Regions from separate parts of the Anser cygnoides genome. Here region 1 is linked to region 2. A link is a contact called in public Hi-C data. All regions are on one chromosome and are shown on one strand. The core of a region is the stretch at or near the end of the contact, and the rest is flanking DNA. Distances in the headings are between cores, read along the strand shown.

Region 1 (5,659 bases), core at 958-3,457, 150 kb after region 2:
TGAAGCCACCCCGACCCTCCCCGACGTCCCCATCCATCCGTCCTCTCCTCCCTCAGCCATCAGCTCAAGACAGAGCAAAACCACATAAAAACGAAGAAAACGTGTTCCCAGCTCCAGCCCACGGGGAAAAGGCCTGGGGAGCTTATTATAGCCTGATGCATCAGAGCCGTCAATAATTCAGGAGTCTGAGCTGGAGACAAGACACGGGACAGGCTTGCTCAGATGCTGGAGCACCCGAGGATGCTCGGTCCCCAGGGTGGGACAGAGGTGGGAGAACATATGGCACACAGACACCAAATTCAGGCTCCCCATCCTTTATCCTGCAGGGCTGGTGGGGTCCTGTGAATCGCCCATACGGTTTAAAACTGCTGTCCCGTGGGGCACAGGTCCTTTGTGCTGACCACGCTGGGATGCGTCTCCAAAAATTAGGGCCCGGAGGGGCTCGGTTTGCTGGGTTTGCCCCACAAACACACCTGGGACCACAGCTCCGAAGGGGCCGTGTCCCCATCCCTGCTCTCCCTGCTCTCAGCCGAGGCTCTGGCTCCCTCTCCTGACACCTTTGTCCGCTCCAAACCTCCTCCAGAAGCTGACTGGGGAAGGCACCGAAGTCGCTGCTCATCGCCCATCGGGTGTGGGCCATGGGCACGGACCGAGCAGCTCGGGCACCAGGAGTTGGGTCACCCCCAGCAAACCTAGGAGGAGGAATCGGGCTCAATGCCTTCGGGAAAGGCTTCATCCAGAAAATATTAAACATTACGAGATGAGCCCCCCCAGCACCACGCCAACCAGTCGCGCGTAGGCCACCTTCCCAAACCTGCGGTGAGCTCTGCTCCGCGCCCAGCTCTTTGTGGCCCGTTTGGGATTTTGGAGAGCTCCTCTCCAAGCCCCGCTGGCTGGTTTTACAGCCCCCCGACCCCACTAAAATCCAAACCAGGCCAGGCCAGGCCACCCGCGTGTGATGGCCGGGACCTCCACGTTGGGAAGGGGGGGACCGGGTAGGAGCTGCAGGGGGTTGGAGCTGCAGCAGGGGTGCTGAGCCCCCCAGCCTCCATCTCCTGGCTGCCCTCTGCCCTGCTCCACCTCCTCTGCCGGCCTCCCACCAGCAGATGGCAAAACAAGCCCGTGTTTTTGGGGTGAGAGCGGCCCCGAACCCCAGGGAAAGAGGCCTGCGCCACGGAGGGGCTTCTCCAGTGTCTAATACGGGGTTCAGCACCTCCGTCTTGCTCCTTCCACCAGCATCCACTTGGGAATTTCTTCAGGTTGGGCATTTTTTTTTTTTTTTTCTGATCTCCAGCCCTCGTATTGTAAATGCCAGATTCACCCCGAAATGCCAGTTCCAGCTGGGCAGGGGGAGGATGGGGCAATGCGAACCAGCTTCTCGCGGCTTCTTGTGGCATGGCAGCAGGCTGCGACAGGAGGGGCTTTGGAAAGTGGTGTGTGAGCAGCTCAGCAAACATCTGATTGCCAGCCCTGGAAAAATATAAAATAAATAAAATAAAATAAAATAAAATAAAATAAAATAAAATAAAATAAAATAAAATAAAATAAAATAAAATAAAATAAAATAAAATAAAATAAAATAAAATAAATTAAAATAAAATAAAATAAAATAAAATAAAATAAAATAAAAATAAAATAGAGCTTCATGGAGAAACATCAGCCAGAGCAATGAGCAGAAACATCTTGCCAATATCTGCAAAGTGTTGGGAGTACATCCAGCTTCAACACCCCAAAGTGGAGCCAGCACCAACGTCACCAGTGGTGCGAGTGGCACTCCTCACTGCAGCTCTGTCACTTCATTCAGGGCTTAAATACAGCCTTTCTTTCAAAATACGTTGCCTGGCCACTGAATCGAGAGGCAATACCTTTAAGGCAGAAAATTACAGAAAGTTTTTACATATTGAAAGCCTGCCTTTTGGTAAGACAAATAGACTTTGAATACTTTTTTATTCAAGATACAATTTTTAAGGTGTACATATGTAAAGCCAGCAAACTGAAGAGGAAAAATAAATAAATAAATAAATAAATAAATAAATAAATAAAATTATAGGATAGAATAAAATAAAATAAAATAAAATAAAATAAAATAATAAAATAAAAAATAAAATAAAATAAAATAAAATAAAATAAAATAAAACAAAATAAAATAAAATAAAATAAAATAAAATAAAATAAAATAAAATAAAATTTACTATGGTAAACATTTTTTTTCCCTGACTCCCCTCCTGTGCTGCCCACCTGCCCTTCTTTGTCACAGCCCCTTGCCGCAGTGCCTGCAGCTCTGTTGCAACCCCTGGAGAGTCAAAAACCTTCCAAATTGCCCTGGCCCCTTGCGGAGCTGCTCCTCCCGGACCTACCCCGGTGTGTCCCCAGGACCCGAGGTACAGCCGTGCGACGTGGACCTGGCTGGGGCGGCCAGCAGGGCTGCGTGCCTGGAGGTGGACGGGAACCGTCGCCGCTCTGTCTCCCGAAATCTCAGCGTTATCTGGGGCGAATGGCCCGGCTGGGAGGCTGCAGGTGGAAAAGCTGCTCTTGGCACTGCTTCCCGGAGCTGCTGCCAACAGAGCAAACACCCCCGGGGCAGCTACAGGTCATCCGCAGCTCAAATACCTGCTCTGGAGCCCGTGGTGTGTCTCGGGTGAGACCTTGCTGCTCCTGGGGCACTTCTCCCACCCAGCAAGGCTGAGTGGGGCGGACGGAGAGCTGAAGGTGTTGGCACTTTCTTGTTGAAGTCATCGTGAAGGCTTTGCACGTCCTCCAGTGTGAACGGAGGTGGTGACAGCCACGGGCAAGGGCTGCGGGAGGTGGTGCCGTGGTGCATTGGGCACGGGGAGCTGATGGCCACAAGTGCGGATGGGGGTGACGGGGGACACGCTGCATCCCCACTGATTACTGGGGTCCTGTTGCTCCTGGTAAGAGCCCAGATTTGGCCCGTTTTCTCCCCCGTGCTGGACACAAACCCCCTCTGATCCCCATCATCACGCTCAAGCAGGGAGGCTGCTGCATGGTCTGGTGGGGAAACTGAGGCAGGCAGGGCTGAGCAAAGCTGGCCACGACACGGAGGACCTTGGGGGTGTGAGAAAAATTGTGACTTGTGGTCATTCCCAGTTTCCAAGGTAGGTTTGGCTTCACCAGGGCCAGCCGTGACACACAGCGGTGCGGCCTCAAACCCACATAATGCACACATGGACACGAAAACAAGAAGTAGGTGTGGAGGGAGGAGACGTGATGTAAACCGTGGGTAACTGGAAAATTACAAAACTGTTTATTTGTTGTCCTTCCCTCCCTTTGCATTCCCCAAAGGCAAATGTGGCAGGGAAGAGCATGGAGGGATGGGGGGGGCATGAGGTTGCTGGACACAGGCAGAGGGAAGTGACGGCTATTGACAAAAGGATCAGGTTTAATTTCATCAATAAATCATTAAAATTTTATTTCAAGAAAAATCAGCCATGAAAAGTAGTGGAATGAGATCAATATGGTCATTTTTCCAGGACTACTCCAGCCTGGCTTAGTATGCACCCCATCCATATCTGGGTCCATCCCTCGGGGTGCTCTTTCTCCCTTCTCCCAGTTAGAAGATGCAGAAATACTGCATTGCCACAGGTCCATGGAACCAGGCGAGGAGCTGTGGGATAAAAGAATTATTAGCTAGGGAAAGGGGCTGCCCTTTCAGCTCAATCCTTCATCAGACACGAGAGAATCGACCCACAAGAGAGGCCCTGAAGACCTCCACTCCAGGAGCATTTGTTAGACAACCACATTAATCAGCTGCAAGGCACAAAGCCACACTAAACCAGGTTTCCCTAGTGCTGGAGCTCAATAAACCACTTATTCCATGAAATGGCATCCTTGGGGTGGTATTTCTGCGTAACCAAACACGCGCAGGCACTCTGTGATGAGCTCCCTATAAGATGTTCTACAGAAAATATAATTTTAGCAGTTTATCACAATTTAGGAAATGTTGGCAAGCGATATCTGAGAGATTACCGTGTAATTCCTCTATTTACCAACGGGATGTACAAATATTGTGGCAGCCGTTGAGTGAAAAACATGTGAGTCTGCTAAATTAGGCAAGACACTAAAAATACAAACAACAATTATAAATAATAAAAATATTAAATCCCCATTTTATTTCTGAATGAATTACGTATTTTTGAGCTCATGCAATTCACATTCATTTTCAGGAGATTTTTTTTTTTCTCTTGAAACTCCAAGGGATTATTTCTCCAGCTCAGCTTCGAGGCTCCCAGAACCACAAGACTCCAGGAGGCAGGGCTTTAAAAATGCACCAGATCTCCTGGATTTTGGGCTTCAGCTCCAAAGAACTGGCAGTGCCAGCCGAAGGGGAAGCGGCCTGCTGGTGGACGAACTCTGGACTTTGCTTTGTCTCCTCTGACGTCGGTTTTGCAACGGTTCTGCTGATGACGGGTTTTCACCCTGGCATTACGGAAAGGCCGGATAGATTAAGGACCTATTGCACCAGACGGGTAAGGAGAGATCATCCTTGCAACAATGCTCCTTTCCTGCCAAAAAACGATCGGCTCACTGGTGGCCTTGGAGCTGACGTCCCCTGCCAAGAACCTCCTCCGTTGAAGACTGGCCTAAAGGTCATCCCGCCCATCCGTCAGCACACTACGGTCTCGTTGCAGCACCGAAATGCCTGGGGAAACATTTATCCTGCTGGGAACGTGGTCCTGAGCAAATGCGGGGAAGTGTTGAGTGGCCTGCAGCATGGTGGAGGACATGGTGTCTTCCTCAGGACAGTGGCAGAAGGTGTCCTTCAAAGCCATGGGGCCAAGGACATCCACAGGCACCACATGGGCTGGGGACTAATGTTCATCAAGTGTCTCGTTTGCTCCTCTGGGGAACCCACAGTTAGGTCTGTGCTAAGGAATAAACCCACCTGTGGCCATCCCTGTACCAGCTCTGGTGAGGCCGTACCTCGAGGGCTGTGCTCACTTTTGGGTCCCTCGCTACAAGAAGGACATCGAGGCCCTGGAGCGTGCCCAGAGCAGGGCTACGAAGCTGGTGAAGGGCCTGGAGCACAAGTCCTGTGAGGAGCAGCTGAGGGCACCGGGGGTGTTTGGCCTGGAGAAGAGGAGGCTCAGGGGAAACCTCATTGCTCTGTGCAACTGCCTGAAAGGAAGGTGTGGGGAGCTGGGGGTCGGCCTCTTCCCACAGGTAATCAGTGATAGGACTAGAGGGAATGGCCTCAAGTTTTGCTAGCTGAGGTTCAGGTTGGACATGAGGAGACATTTCTGCTCAGAAAGAGCAGCCAGGCATTGGGACGGGTTGCCCAGGGAGGTGGTGGAGTCACCATCCCTGGGGGTGTTCAAGGAACGATTGGACGTGGTGCTTAGGGACACGGTTTAGTGGGTGACATTGGTGGTAGGGGGATGGTTTGACCAGATGATCTTGGAGGGCTTTTCCAGCCTTATATATTTTTTTGAACCTATATATATATATTTTCCACATTAAATGTCACCCAGAACAGCCTTTTTTTTTTTTTTTTTCTTTTTCTTTTTAAGTTGGCACTTTCAGCTAATGAAACATTCAACAGTGAATGCCTGCAGCAGCTCCCAGGCAGATCCTGGTGGGCCCTCAGACTGGCCGCAGACTCTCACGGCTCCGTTGGAAGGACAAAAGATCAGTGAGGTCA
Region 2 (5,961 bases), core at 3,249-5,748:
ATAGGTATTATATTACACTACACAACTATTCTATACAACTTGTATGATTGTATTCAGTAATTAAACCTCCCTTTCCAAGGATGGAGCTGTATCATTAACAAGGGTGGTGCAGCGTGACGATGATATTTTTACTATTATTGTTGCTTTATTTGCAATTTTAAATATGCTGTTTGGGGAGACGGGGAAGGGCATAAAAAGAAATCGCGTGCTCGAGCTTGAATCGTGTCTCCCCATCCCGTAGCCCTGCGGGTTTTGTCCCCAAAACTGCGGGGCTGTGGGGCTGGGGACCTCTCTCCTTGTCACCCGGTGACGAGAGCGCAGCAGCTTGTCGCGCCGGAGGGCTGCAGATGATGCATTTGCCTTTACCGGGGAATTTTGCAAATGGGGAAGGAGATGAGGGAGAAGCATGGCGCGATGCTTTCACCCTGAAGCCGCCGCGTTGGGAGCGGTGCCTTTGAGCACCCCTGCGAAATCCAGACCTCAGCCCTCCCTCCGCTGCCCTGGGGCATCGGCTGGTAGGGCAGGGGGACGTGACAAATGGGATGAGTCACTGGAAACGAAATGCCAGCCTGGGGATGCTACCCCGCCAAGCTCTTCGCATCCCTATGGGAAAGCGTAAGATCTGGTTCCCCGATCTCCCAGCAGCAGGAAAAAAAAAAAAAAAAAGAAAGAAAAAAAAAAACATTTTCCGACCGATGGCCGCATCTGCTGGGGGCTTTGATCTTCGCAGATGTGGTCCCGTGGAGCCTGGCCGGGGACTCCTGGTTCAGTGAAAGGCAAAACGAAATGCGAAGGCAGCCAAAGTGCCCCGTGCCCCGGCTCGCTCCCGACCGCAGCGGCAAAATTCAGCCTCCTAAAATATATATATATATACAGAAAAATAAAAAGAAGAAAAAAAAAAGACCCCCTACCTACCCCAAAAAAGAAAAATCCTTCAGTTTTACACGAGTTTGCGTTTTACACAAGTTTGCAGCTGAAGGGGAAAAAATAAAACAAAAGTGCACGGGGTGGGGATGGGAAAGCTGGATCTGGCCCCCCCATCCCCTGCGTAAAAGCCAGTGCATTGCCTCTGTTCGTGCTCGCCTCTCCCCAGCAAAGGGGGAACAGGGCAAATACACCTCCCGGCGGCTCTGGGGGCAGATTTTGGTGGCGGGGATGTCTCCTGGAGGATGTTTTGCCCCTCCTTAGCTGGGGAATTCACCCCAACCCCATGCCCCGGGGCAAGTTCATGGCTGCTGGGTCTGATCCTGCCCTTCAGGGTGAGGAAATGATCCCCAGACGTACCTCCAAACCCCAAGTTTGCTGAACAGGGGTGGTTTTATTTTATATATGCCCATGTGATTTATTTATGCCCCCAGTCTCCCCAGCATTTTATACCACTGAGCTGCTTTGGCACTTTTTAACCCCAAATTCTCCTGTTAGGGAAAAGCGAGAACATACATCTCTTAGTATCATTTTTTTTTATCACCTTTGAATGCAGTTTCACTAAAGTTTCACCAAACTTTTCCTGGAGCATTGCTTATCAGTGGAAAATAAACGCCATGCCCAGTTGCGTAGACCGCGCGTCTGAGTCTGCAATTCCAGCTCCATCTGCACGGACTTAACCTTCATTATTAAATAGTAACACTAATTAGTATTACAGTAACGGCCGGCTGCTCTGCAATTAGCACTGTCCGAAGGTGGTGTTTCTCCAGGAAATCACTGGAGGAAAACGAAAGCGCTGCAAAAATCCCTGGGCGCAGCAAAGCCTTGCGCCAAGGGTTGTGTTTCTCAGCGTGCAGAGAATAAGAATATCTCCGCTCCCAAGGAAAGGCAAAGAAAGGGTCTTGGGATTCACCATGCCCGGAGCTGCCCACCAGGGAGCTGCCTTCCACAAAATCCACTTTTCTGTTTGAATCCCGAATTTTTAGGCTCAATGCCTTTCAGGCCGTTTCATCCCATCTCCCTCATGCTACGCAAAAGCTCGAGCGAAGAGCACCCAGAGGCAGGCTCTGTCCACGGGACCGGCAACACAAACTGATCCCCAAACCCCAAAAACACCACAAACCTTAAAAGCTAACCCAGTATTTCTGCAGCTGCAATGCTTCATCTTGAATATTTCATTTTTAAGTTATTTTTCTTGCTAAGAGCCCATCAGTGACCGCTGCGAAAATGTGATTTTTTTTTTTTCCCCCCAAGGAAGAGATGGGCACTGAAATCAAATAAAAATGCACGACTGTCCTCAATGATACAAATCAATAGTTCCTGGTTTTCCTACATGTTCTGCCACCGCAGGCCTTCCCAAAATCCCTGCCTGGTCAACCAAAGCTTTATCTTTATAGCTGAGTTCCCCATTTTTACGCAATTTCTTAAAGCCCGAAGAAATGCAAAAGGCAATGGCAAGGCCAAGCCTTCACCGACACCCAACCTTCATTCCTATAATGCCTTAAAATAACTCTGAAGATTAAGAAAACCTTGCTGAAGGGAAATTTTACCCTCCTGAGTGCAACCCTAAAATGTATCGTCGGCCAAATTTGAGGCATTTGCTTCCGAGCGCCTTTATTTCTTTTCACTCCGGCGCCAGCAGCGAAGCCCCCACAGAGAGGTGGTGGGGAACAGAAATGGGTCTGGGGGAGCAGCCCCACAGCCCTGCTTTCCTCCCCATGTTGCCTTTTTCTTCCACGCAAAATACAAAAGCAATATTTTAAGCCTCTGGGAACAATTTCTGGTCTTAGGACCAGGGCGCTTAGAGAAATCAGCGTTTCGGCTCCAAGACGGGGATCAGCACAAGAAACCCGGGTGGGATTTTGGGCAGGGAGACCCCGAAATCCAGAGCTGGGGCACCCAGATGTGCTGAGCATCCCCCCCCAAAAGCAAAAGGGGTGCAAGAGGCTGTGGCTAATGGATTCGGATACATTTCTTCTTCTCTCTCACCTCTCCCCCTCGGCACTGAGTTTCCCTTCGCCTTCCCTTTCCCCGGCCTCTCCAACCATCCAACAGCTGCAAAAAGGACGTAACACAAAGCGGCCCGAGAGCGAGATGTGGGATTCACACACCAAACTTCGCTGGTTAATTCCATCCCTAAATTTCCCCCTTTTGCACCAAATCAGGCCGGGAAGGGGCTGCCCACCAGGGTTGCGCTCCCGCAGACCATCCCCGCCGCGGCCCCGAAATGCCTGCGGAGCTATCTGTGGAGCAAACCCTTCCACGGGAGCTCGGCACATGATTCTTGCAGCTCCAGGCCTACCCAAATTTCATTTAAATTATTATTTTTTTTTGCAACTGTGGCCTCAAGGACTTTTTGCAACGTTGCAGTGAAAGTGCATGAGTAAGGGTGTAACCGGCACCATGAGGACCCCGATATTCTGCATCCCCAGGAGCTCAAAAACCACAAGTTTCTCAATCCCACCCTCCTAAAACAGGGTCGCGCTGATGAAAACGGGGCGGGGGGGGGAAAAACATGAGAACGGACAGCACCCCATCCCAACGTACACCATCCCATCCCTGCCCCCGGGGGTTGCTGCGCTCACCGATGTTGGCATGCCGGGCGGCCGCGGGCGTCCCTCGGCTCTGCAGGTTGTGGAGCATGGGGCTGTCGAAGGGCGAAGAAGTCCAGGTGGTGGCCATTTCGGGGCTCACGTAGGCGGGGTAGGGGCTGGAGTAGGAGCCGCCGAAGCCCCGGCCGTACTGCTCCCTCCCGTTAGCAGAAAGGCTCAAGGAGCTGCTGTAAGCCGCCGCGGCCTCCCGGGAAGAGGTGGCAGGGATGGGGGTGCTGGTGGAGAAGGAGAACCGAGGTGACACGGGCGGGTGGGACGATCCGGGGTTGTAAGCGGCGCTTTCGGCTCCGGGTTGAGTCCAGATGGAGTGGCTGGAGACGGGGCTGCCTTGCTGGGAAGAGCCGCCGCTCTGCAGGTACGGCAGGCTGGGGAGCATGGAGGTGACCCTCGTGGTGGGCACATAGACGGGGGACGCTGCGGCCGCGCTGTGCATGAAGCCACCTGCCCCCTCGTAGGCCGGGGGGCCGGGGTTCGCCGCCATGGCTAAGCTCTGGTACATCTCGCCGCGGGCCCCCCCAAACCCCGGCCGGCTCCCCGGGCACAATCCAGAGCGGCGACGACGACGACGCGGGGGGGGGGAGCGGGGTGACAAAAAAAAGAACCCCGAAGCCCGACTCCCTTCTCCCCCGACGGAGACGCGGCGAGCGGCGGCCGGAGAGGTCTCGCCTTGGGGTGGGGGGTGGGGGTCCGGCCAAAACGCGGTCGGTGGGGCGAGTTTAATTTAAATTTCTTTTTTTTGTTTGTTTGTTTGTTTTTTGGATTTTTTTTTTTTTTTTTTTCCTCCACCCCCCCCTCCCCGCCGCCCACCTTCCCCACCTTCAGCAGGTCTGGCCGCCGCTTCCAGCCCCCCAGCAAGAAGTCCTGGTCCCTGCGGAGGAGAAGCTTTTAGCTCCCGCTTGGAATTAGCTTCTCCCACCGGGCTCCATCCATCAGCTCAAACTCTTCCCCCCCCCCCCCCCCTCCTCGACGGTGGGGCCGGGCTGCTTAAAACCCTCGGGCAGTCTCCTCCCCGTCCAACCCCCCCCAACCCCCCCCCCCCCCCCCCCCCGGCCCGGCCAACAGAGCCCCGGGAGATGCGGCTGGGGATGCGGGAGCCCCCCTCGGGGCGGGGTGGTGGTGGGGGGGGGAGATAAGGAGGTTAGAGCAGGGCCTAAAGCTTGGGGGGGGGATGGAGAAGAAGCCCCGGAGCCCCGGGGGGGGGGTTGTGGGAGCGGTCGGGAAGGTGAGAGACAGAGAAAAGCCGGGGGCAAAAAAAAAAAACCTTTGTCCCGCAGGTACGGGAGGTGCGATCCGCCGCTGATGGTCCCCGGGGGGGGGGAACCAGCTGGGAGGGTTTGGGGGGGGGTAAGGGAAGGGGTTTTGGGGGGTTCGGGGGGCACCAATTAAATTGGGGAAGGGGAAAGGGCGGGGGGGGGAAAGGAGGGCGGTTTGGGATCCCAGCGGCACGCCCCACGCGTGTCCGCGTCCTGCGCACCCCGCGGGGGGGTCCCCAAGGGGGGGGGGGGGGGGGGGTTTAAGCTCCCCGCTTAATTTCCCCGCAATTTCCCCGCTCTGAGGGTGCTGGAGGGGCTGGGAGCAAGACCCCCGCGAAGCAGAAGCGGCACCGACCTCCCCCTCCGTGGGTTTTTAATGCACCCCCCGGGCTCTTTTCACGAGTGGGGGGCGCTGGGGGAACCCCCCGGGGCCGGGCTTTTGGGGTCGGCGTTTCCCAGGGTGGGCGCTTCGGGGGCTTCTCCCCCGGCTGAGCTCCGGGTCCTGCTTTGGGCCCCTTGGGTTGTGGGGCAGAAAGTTGGGATTTTGGGGCACGCTGTGGGGCGCACAGCTCCTTTTGTGGGTTTTGCAGAGGCGAAACCCCAAAAAAAGCAGGAAGGGAAGGGGGGAATGGAATCCCCTATCGCCGATTTCTCTGCAGATCACGGAGGGATCCTCGAAAACCGCCTCGCACCCAGGCCAGGGCCGGCCACGGGAGTGGGGGGGGGGGGATGGATTTTGGCCGGAGAACTCACTCTTGGGACTGATTTAGGTTTAAGCAGCAGATTCCCCAGGCTGAACCCCTCGGCCGGGCTGAATTTAGCAGCAGCAGAGATAACCGGGAGATAAGGGCTGATACCCGGCAGGACAGCGGGAGCCGAGGGAAGGGGGAGAAGCCGGAGGCAGAGCCCCGTGGCGCGTTGGGAGCGGGTAAGGATGGCAGCGGGGTGGGAAAAAAAAAAAAAAAAAAGAAGGGGTTTTGGGGTGGATTTGCTTTTCCCCTAAACCCAGGGGACGGAGGGGCCGCTGTGAGTGCGCCCGTAACCGGCCTAGGACGGAGCCTTCCCACTGCGGGCTCTGAAAGGGAGCGGGGGATCAGAGGCAGGGGAGGGGAAGAAGAGCGAATTCCCCTCCTGTGGGCAATAATAACCACGATGGGAATAATTCCCAAAAT

The links. Hi-C and Micro-C count contacts between places; a contact is called where the count stands out from the background.
Region 1: a Hi-C map of liver shows a contact between it and region 2, with 1.7 times the contacts expected there. The contact joins the enhancer-like site here to the promoter of GATA4 in region 2. A contact is called at or near these places in 2 of 7 Hi-C or Micro-C datasets (both in liver).

The regions. Positions count from the first base shown.
Region 1 is chr3:119,714,919-119,720,577 of Taihu_goose_T2T_genome, forward strand. No RefSeq gene overlaps it. Among named protein-coding and RNA genes, the nearest start is that of FAM167A, 41 kb to the left of the region's middle. Within about 2 kb of position 2,208, at least 1 of the 3 cell types and tissues checked has open chromatin away from gene starts, as enhancers often do. A contact at or near this core is called in liver, where this site is marked.
Region 2 is chr3:119,564,690-119,570,650 of Taihu_goose_T2T_genome, forward strand. It overlaps GATA4 (GATA binding protein 4), which reads right to left and starts at 4,499. Exons shown (of 6, transcript XM_048079339.2): 1 at 3,510-4,499. The coding sequence starts at 4,035.